2 separate regions of the Sus scrofa genome follow, and region 2 is linked to region 1. A link is a contact called in public HiChIP or PLAC-seq data. All regions are on one chromosome and are shown on one strand. Each heading gives the region's core, a stretch centred on a gene start, on an enhancer-like site or on the middle of the called end of the contact. The rest is flanking DNA. Distances are from core to core; before and after follow the strand shown. Region 1 has its middle 83 kb from the start of CD180. Region 2 has its middle 38 kb from the start of PIK3R1.

Region 1 (3,220 bases), core at 485-2,984:
CAGCATATGGAGGTTCCCAGGCTAGGGGTTGAATCCGGCCTACGCCAGAGCCACAGCAACGCGGGATCCGAGCCGCGTCTGCAACCTACACCACAGCTCACGGCAACGCCGGATTGTTAACCCACTGAGCAAGGGCAGGGACCGAACCCGCAACCTCATGGTTCCTAGTCAGATTCGTTAACCACTGCGCCACGACGGGAACTCCTCCATTTAGCTTTTCAGTTACAGTCAGTGGTTTAGGGACTGGAATGGGATGGCAAATGGGCATATCTGGGTGGAGGGCTGGAGCGAGAGTGAAAGGCACCCCACAGCACAGATGTTGAGCCAAAACCTGCTTGGGCTTCACAATGGGGCTGTGACCCTCGGGGGTGGGATGAACAGGCAAGATCAGGAACTGGGGAGATTAGACGGACTTAAGATTCATTCCTTAATTATTTTTCCCCCAAAAGCCCAGCCGAGACTAGGAAACAAGTATGGACCAGAACATGTATCTCCAACTGTCCTCACATTACCATGAAAACGTAATAGATTTAGAGAATCACAGCTTCCCCCCCCAAGAGAATATACCAGAATAACCTTAGAATCACTGATGTGTAACAGCATATTCAAAGATTAAGGTGTTTAGGTATCCAGTTCAGGAGTTCTTAACATTTGGAAAACCAAAGACTGCTTTAGGGAATATGACCAAAGCAATGAGCTTCCCCAGAAAAATGCCCATAGCATAAAGATATATACATACTGCAAACTATTCTGGATGGTTCAAAGACCCTTGAAGCCCTCTGGATCATGAGCAAGAGACATCTAACCTAGCCATCTCCCACTTTCCTACCCCATTATGAAATGAGAAAGCAGAGGGCTCAATGGGTAGAACACTCTCTAGTTTTGAAAAGCCAAGGTTGAGGCGGAGCCAAAGCTAGTTACATTTACCTCAATTCCTAAAGCAGGATTTTTTTCTACTGCTTTGTAAATCAAAGACATTTCCATCCTTTTTATTTATATTTTAGCTCCAAGATACATGAAAATCAGTGTCTTCTGTTGCCACTCAACAAGAGCATGCTTATTTTACATACAGATTGATTTTTTTTTTTTTAATTCTGGGAAAGGAAGGTTCTAATGAGAGCTACCTGGATACTCTTAAAGTGAGCATCCCACTTATCCCCATCAGGCTCCTCCTGGGGGTAACAGTCTGTACTCAAATCATCCACCACAGGCCCTGCTGGCTGGACATCTCTGTGAAGCAGTTTCATCTTAGTCTCATTAGTGTTCAGCTGAGAACTTTGTCCCCCTTTCCCCCTCTCTATTCAGAACATGGGCTGCTGTTCTTTCCAAATCAAGGGCAAACCTTCCAAGTTGTCATGGGGCCAAACTCCCAGCTCGCCCCTGACTCATAAATCCTCCTGAAATCCAGGCCCAATGCTGTATTTGTGAAGGGGCCCTTTAGACAATAAAGCAGAAGTTTGGGTGGGTTCTCATAGAACTTCAGAGTATGTAATATATCTTTATCACTTGGCTAAGGCTGCTAATTAAAAGTTACTCTGGACCAATATTATTTGGATCCCTTTCTTCCTTCACTTTGCAAGAGAAAGGACTAGTCCTCAGAGAGGCAAAGATTCTAGGAAAAAGTAGAACACTGGTTGCATAAAAACTTTTTTAACCAAGTATGTGGAATGCTAATCTTTCCAAAACTGGTCATTATCTGGGGGTGCCGTAGTCATTGCTTAATGGGAGAGGCCGCACGGAACAAAAAATGCAGGTCCTTGGGACACTGCTGGGCCTGTCCCAAGGAGGGGAGGCCCTGGTGCCAGGTCAGATCAGTCCAGGCCATCAAGGGTGACAATCTTAAGCCTTTGCTGTGACATCCAAATCTGTGCTCATTGCATCTGCCCTCTCCCACAAAGGCTTTTAAGACACACACAGCAGAGCCACATTTAGGGCCCCTTATGAACCACATGTTAAACCCCAAAGTCTGATTTGGCTTCCAAAGGTCATTTCAATGCAGGAAGCTGTAGGAAATGTTCCCATCCTTATTATCCCAGAGCTGCTTGAAGTCCAGCACACTCTGGGATCATCCCATTTCTCACATGGGAGGAGCAGCAGATATCTTGGACCTGGGGCAGAGCTGCCCACGGGAGGGCCTCACCAGCCACAGAGGGGAGAGGAGCTGGTGTGGTTCCTCTGCATGGAGGCCTGATAGTGTGCACTGGAAAGGCTCCTGGCGTTGCTGGCCCTGGCTTCGCTTTCCAGAGCTTGCTCTAAGCTGACTATAACCTTGCCAAGAAGAATCTCAAGATCTAATCCTCAACTCAACAATAGCTTGGTCTTCTTAAAGATCAAGTCTGCCCCTCTCACCTTCCCACACTCCCTGGGTGACTGTCTCCATCAGTCCCACTAGGTTCAGGATCCTGGATCATCCACCTCTGCCCCTTCTCTTCCAGTGTGTTGACAGCATAAATTGTATGAACTACTCAGGATCTTTCCATTTTTAAGAGTCCATTTTTGGCACTTTTACTTCTAGATATACAGCCAAAAGCATTGCATTGAAAGCAGGGACTCAAAGAAATATTTGTATATGGCAGCGTTATTCACAATGGCCGAAAGATGGAAGCAATCACAGTCTGAAGTAGATGGATGGATAAGCAAAATATGACATACACAGACAATGGAGTACTATTTTATCTTAAAAAGAAATGAAGTTCAGACACAAGCTACAACATGGATGAGCCCTGTCAACATTATGCTAAGTGAAATAAGCCAAGCACAAAGGGACAGATAATGTATGCTTCCATTTGTGTGCATTACCTAGAGTATAAAAATTCATAGAGATGAAAAGTATAATGGTGGTTGCCAGGGGCTGGGAGGACAGGGAATGGAGCGTTGTTGTGTGATGGGTACGGAGTTTCAGTTTGGAAAGATGAAAAAGTTCTGGAGGTGGATGGTAGTGATGGTTGCACGTTTTGAATATATTAATGTCTTTGAACTAAACACTTTAAAATGGTTAAAAGGATAAATTTTATGCTATATATATTTCACCACCATTTTTTTAAATGTTAAGAGTCCATATTTGGAAGCAAAATAAAACATTACAAAAAATAACCTAGAATGTCAGCTCTTTGGAGCATATATGCTTTAGGCAATGCTATTGAAATTGAGCACAGAAGTCATTTCAGAGGCTGCCCTTCACTTTTTCACCCCCCTGTTGTACCTCAGCACCTACCCTCAA
Region 2 (3,220 bases), core at 271-2,770, 730 kb before region 1:
ATGTGTCTTTTTCAAGGAAAGTTTTGTCCAGATATATGCTCAAGAGTGGGGTTGCTGGGTGATATGGTAGTTCTATATATAGTTTTCTGAGGTACTTCCATACTATTTTCCATAGTGGTTGTACAAATTTACGTTCCCACCAACAGTGCAGGAGGGTTAAGAAGATTCTGAATAGGATGCTCCTCTCCTCTCTACCCAGGGCCCTCCAGACTAAGACTCCACCATGAGCACCTTTCACCTTGCACTTCCCCGACCCTGCTTCCCTTGTCCAGGACTACCAACAGGATGCTGGACCAGGCTGAGCTGGACAGCCATAGCCAGGTAGCCAGTTGGATCCCTCTCCAGTGATAACAAAGGTCTGGAGTCTCAGAGGGCTTTTCCTAGGACAAGACGTACCTCCAGATCAAGAAATTATTTCAGCTGTGGCATGATCAACAAGTTCTGGAGCGGAAGGAAACCTTTCTAAACCACAAATAACAAAAAACATCTATCTATTATGTCAGAAGACAAAGTTGTCTTTCTATTCTCTGTACATAAAATGGCATTGTAAAATTTTTACCATGTGAAAAAAGATCAATGAGTATAACGCCAAAAATATAGGGAAAAGATGTATTACATAGATGGGTCAGCACTTAAGTTGTAATTGTAGCAAAAATTGTTAATTAAAACTAATGATGATAATGCTATTTTTCTGGATGCTTTCTAGAATTTGTAATTTTTTATGCTTTGATTTTTTTCATTTGAAATCAATTTGTACCTTGAACCTAGTTTCATATTCTCTTTCATAAAGAGGGTTCCACATTTGAGAAGCTTCAGGCCTCATAAATTTTGGGATCTACCCTGACAGAGGTCTTTTTCTCTGAAGAGGCAGGAGAAAGAACTTAAGAAATCACTAAAATCACAAGAGACTGGTTTCCACAGTTTTTCTTCTCTCCATTAAACCTTCACCTTCTCATATTTGGTTGTGCATTTATTAAAAAAGTTTAGTAGAGCCAATAAGGAGTAATCAAAATATCCAAATTCAAAAGACCCAACTGAGCCAACCTCACTCAAAAATCAAGGGCCCAACTCTGTCTTCCTAATTTGGAAGAAGACAAACTTGCCTGGATTGGTTTTTGGAATAGGAATTACTTGAGAAGTGCAGAGTTCCAGAAATTGAAGAGCGTATCATTTTGTCAGTACACTTCTTTTAAAACGAGTTATTAATACAGAGGCAGCCACTATCAAATGTCTTCCTACAACACATCAACCGTTATTTTCCATCTATTCAGGAGGGACTGGCAAGGCTGAGAGCCAATGAAGGAAAAAGAAATGACTGCCCATTTTGTTGCACCGAAACCAAAGGACTCTTGATTTATCAGGACGTCTGGCACACTCTTTTTCAGGGGTGGGGGGAGGAATGGGTGGTGGAAATTAAGGGTTGTAAATTTTATAAATCAAGCCCTCTAAAGTAGGCCAATTGGTCAGCTGCAAACTTGGCAGCATCACGAAGCATGTGTGCTGGGGCAGCTTCAGAACACAATGTTCTGGTTCACTCTGCGAGCAAAGGGAAGTGGAATAAGGGCTCAACCCAGGACAGAGGGAGGACTCAGCACAGACATGCAAGAGGCTGAGAGACAAAGGAACACTAAGGAATAAAGGCAATGTCCTTGGACTGCTGACCACAAAGACGTGTGTGTGTGTGTGTGTGTGTGTGTGTGTGTGTGAGAGAGAGAGAGAGAGAGAGAGAGAGAGAAAGGAGAGAGAAAGACTGATTAGAGCCTTCAAAAGAGGTGCTGTGGTTCTGATGTTTACTGAAACTAAATTCTGGAAAATTCAGAGAAGTTGTAGGATTAATGATTGATTAGAAAGTAAAAACTGAATACTTTGGGCAAGAGTAATGGTGAAATTTTGCAAAAGTACTTGGGAATAATGTTGAGTCTATAAACTTTGAACCATAACGATGTGTGGAATGAAGAGAAAAAGAATATTTAAAAAAAAAAAAAGGATAGCCTGAAACATAGATTTTTAGATCCAAATTTAATCAGGACCTGGCAGGGCTTTTTCAAAAGCAAATTTACATTTCATATTATTTCAATAATTACTTGGTTGCTAATGAATATAATAATAATGTGTGATATATAAAAATAACTTAAAATAGTTGGCATATTTGGGCAACCAGCCCCCTCAGATATTTTCAAATAGTTTATAAGAAAGTTAACGGAATATTTAGAGTGAAAAAAAGAAGAAATAGTGTTAACAGTTTAAGAAAAGGAGCCAGTAGTAAATTATACTTTAATTTATAAAACATTCTGTGAAATGGTCCTGACTGCTTATAACCTTGAGATTTTTATTTTCATTCTAGTGATTTAGAATTGTGTCATGGTGATATTCCACTCACCAGAATCACTTGCAATTGATAGCATGCGATGAGCAAGTTCAATGTGTTTTTCTTCAAATATCCAGTACTGTCATAAGCTTGAAAGGATAGAGAGCAAACGTGATAATTGCTAAATTCCAAATGTACACTATCATTAAAATTTTTTAAATTGAAAATAATTGCCGAAGGAATGTCACTGTCTTTGATTTACAGGAGAGAAGTTCAAGTTTAAATGAAAAATGATTTTTACTTAAGAGCATCTCTTTCTCCTCTAACACAGGGAAGAAAAAAAAAAAAAAAAAGGATACCTTATGCATCAGTGTAAAAAACCAGAGACCGCAGTGGCCAAGACTCAGCTGGTCTTTGTAAAGCGGTTTATAGCTTTCAGCTAAAATCTCTAAGTGAGAATTCTCATTCTCAGCTGCTGGCTCCCTGAGAGCTCTCTGTGGCCTCTGACCCCATTTCCATGGAGATAGAGGTGGGAAGGGTAAAAATAAATTAAAGGGGAAACTTTTTTTTTTGAAGGCAGCACTTCCAAATCCCCACTCCTCCAATACTAATGAGTGTCCAAGTTAAAACAACCACACATCAGTAACTGAAATTCCCTTTTTCTTCAGGGTTAAATGGATGAAAATAAGGTATTTGACTGTAAAGATACATTTGCATGAAAAAACAAACAAACAAACAAACCCCCGTTAGATACTGTTTAAGCTCCAAAATGAAGCTCAAAATGAAGGTAAAATTAAAACGGTTCTTGCCACTTAACAGTGAAAGAAAATCCTACCGTTTTCCAGGGTTTGGTTTTTGGCTGAGAGCTGTGATTGTTAAGGGTCAGGCTCTGTAGACTTCTATTAGGGGGGT

Evidence for each region. HiChIP or PLAC-seq counts read pairs in DNA pulled down with a chosen protein or histone mark.
Region 2: an H3K27ac HiChIP or PLAC-seq map of skeletal muscle shows a contact between it and region 1. The contact joins two enhancer-like sites. A contact is called at or near these places in 2 of 2 datasets of contacts at active chromatin or transcription factors (alveolar macrophages and skeletal muscle).

The regions. Positions count from the first base shown.
Region 1 is chr16:45,669,030-45,672,249 of Sscrofa11.1, reverse strand. No RefSeq gene overlaps it. Among named protein-coding and RNA genes, the nearest start is that of CD180, 83 kb to the right of the region's middle. Within about 2 kb of position 1,734, at least 14 of the 83 cell types and tissues checked have an H3K27ac peak or open chromatin away from gene starts, as enhancers often do. A contact at or near this core is called in skeletal muscle, where this site is marked.
Region 2 is chr16:46,395,246-46,398,465 of Sscrofa11.1, reverse strand. No RefSeq gene overlaps it. Among named protein-coding and RNA genes, the nearest start is that of PIK3R1, 38 kb to the left of the region's middle. Within about 2 kb of position 1,520, at least 32 of the 83 cell types and tissues checked have an H3K27ac peak or open chromatin away from gene starts, as enhancers often do. A contact at or near this core is called in skeletal muscle, where this site is marked.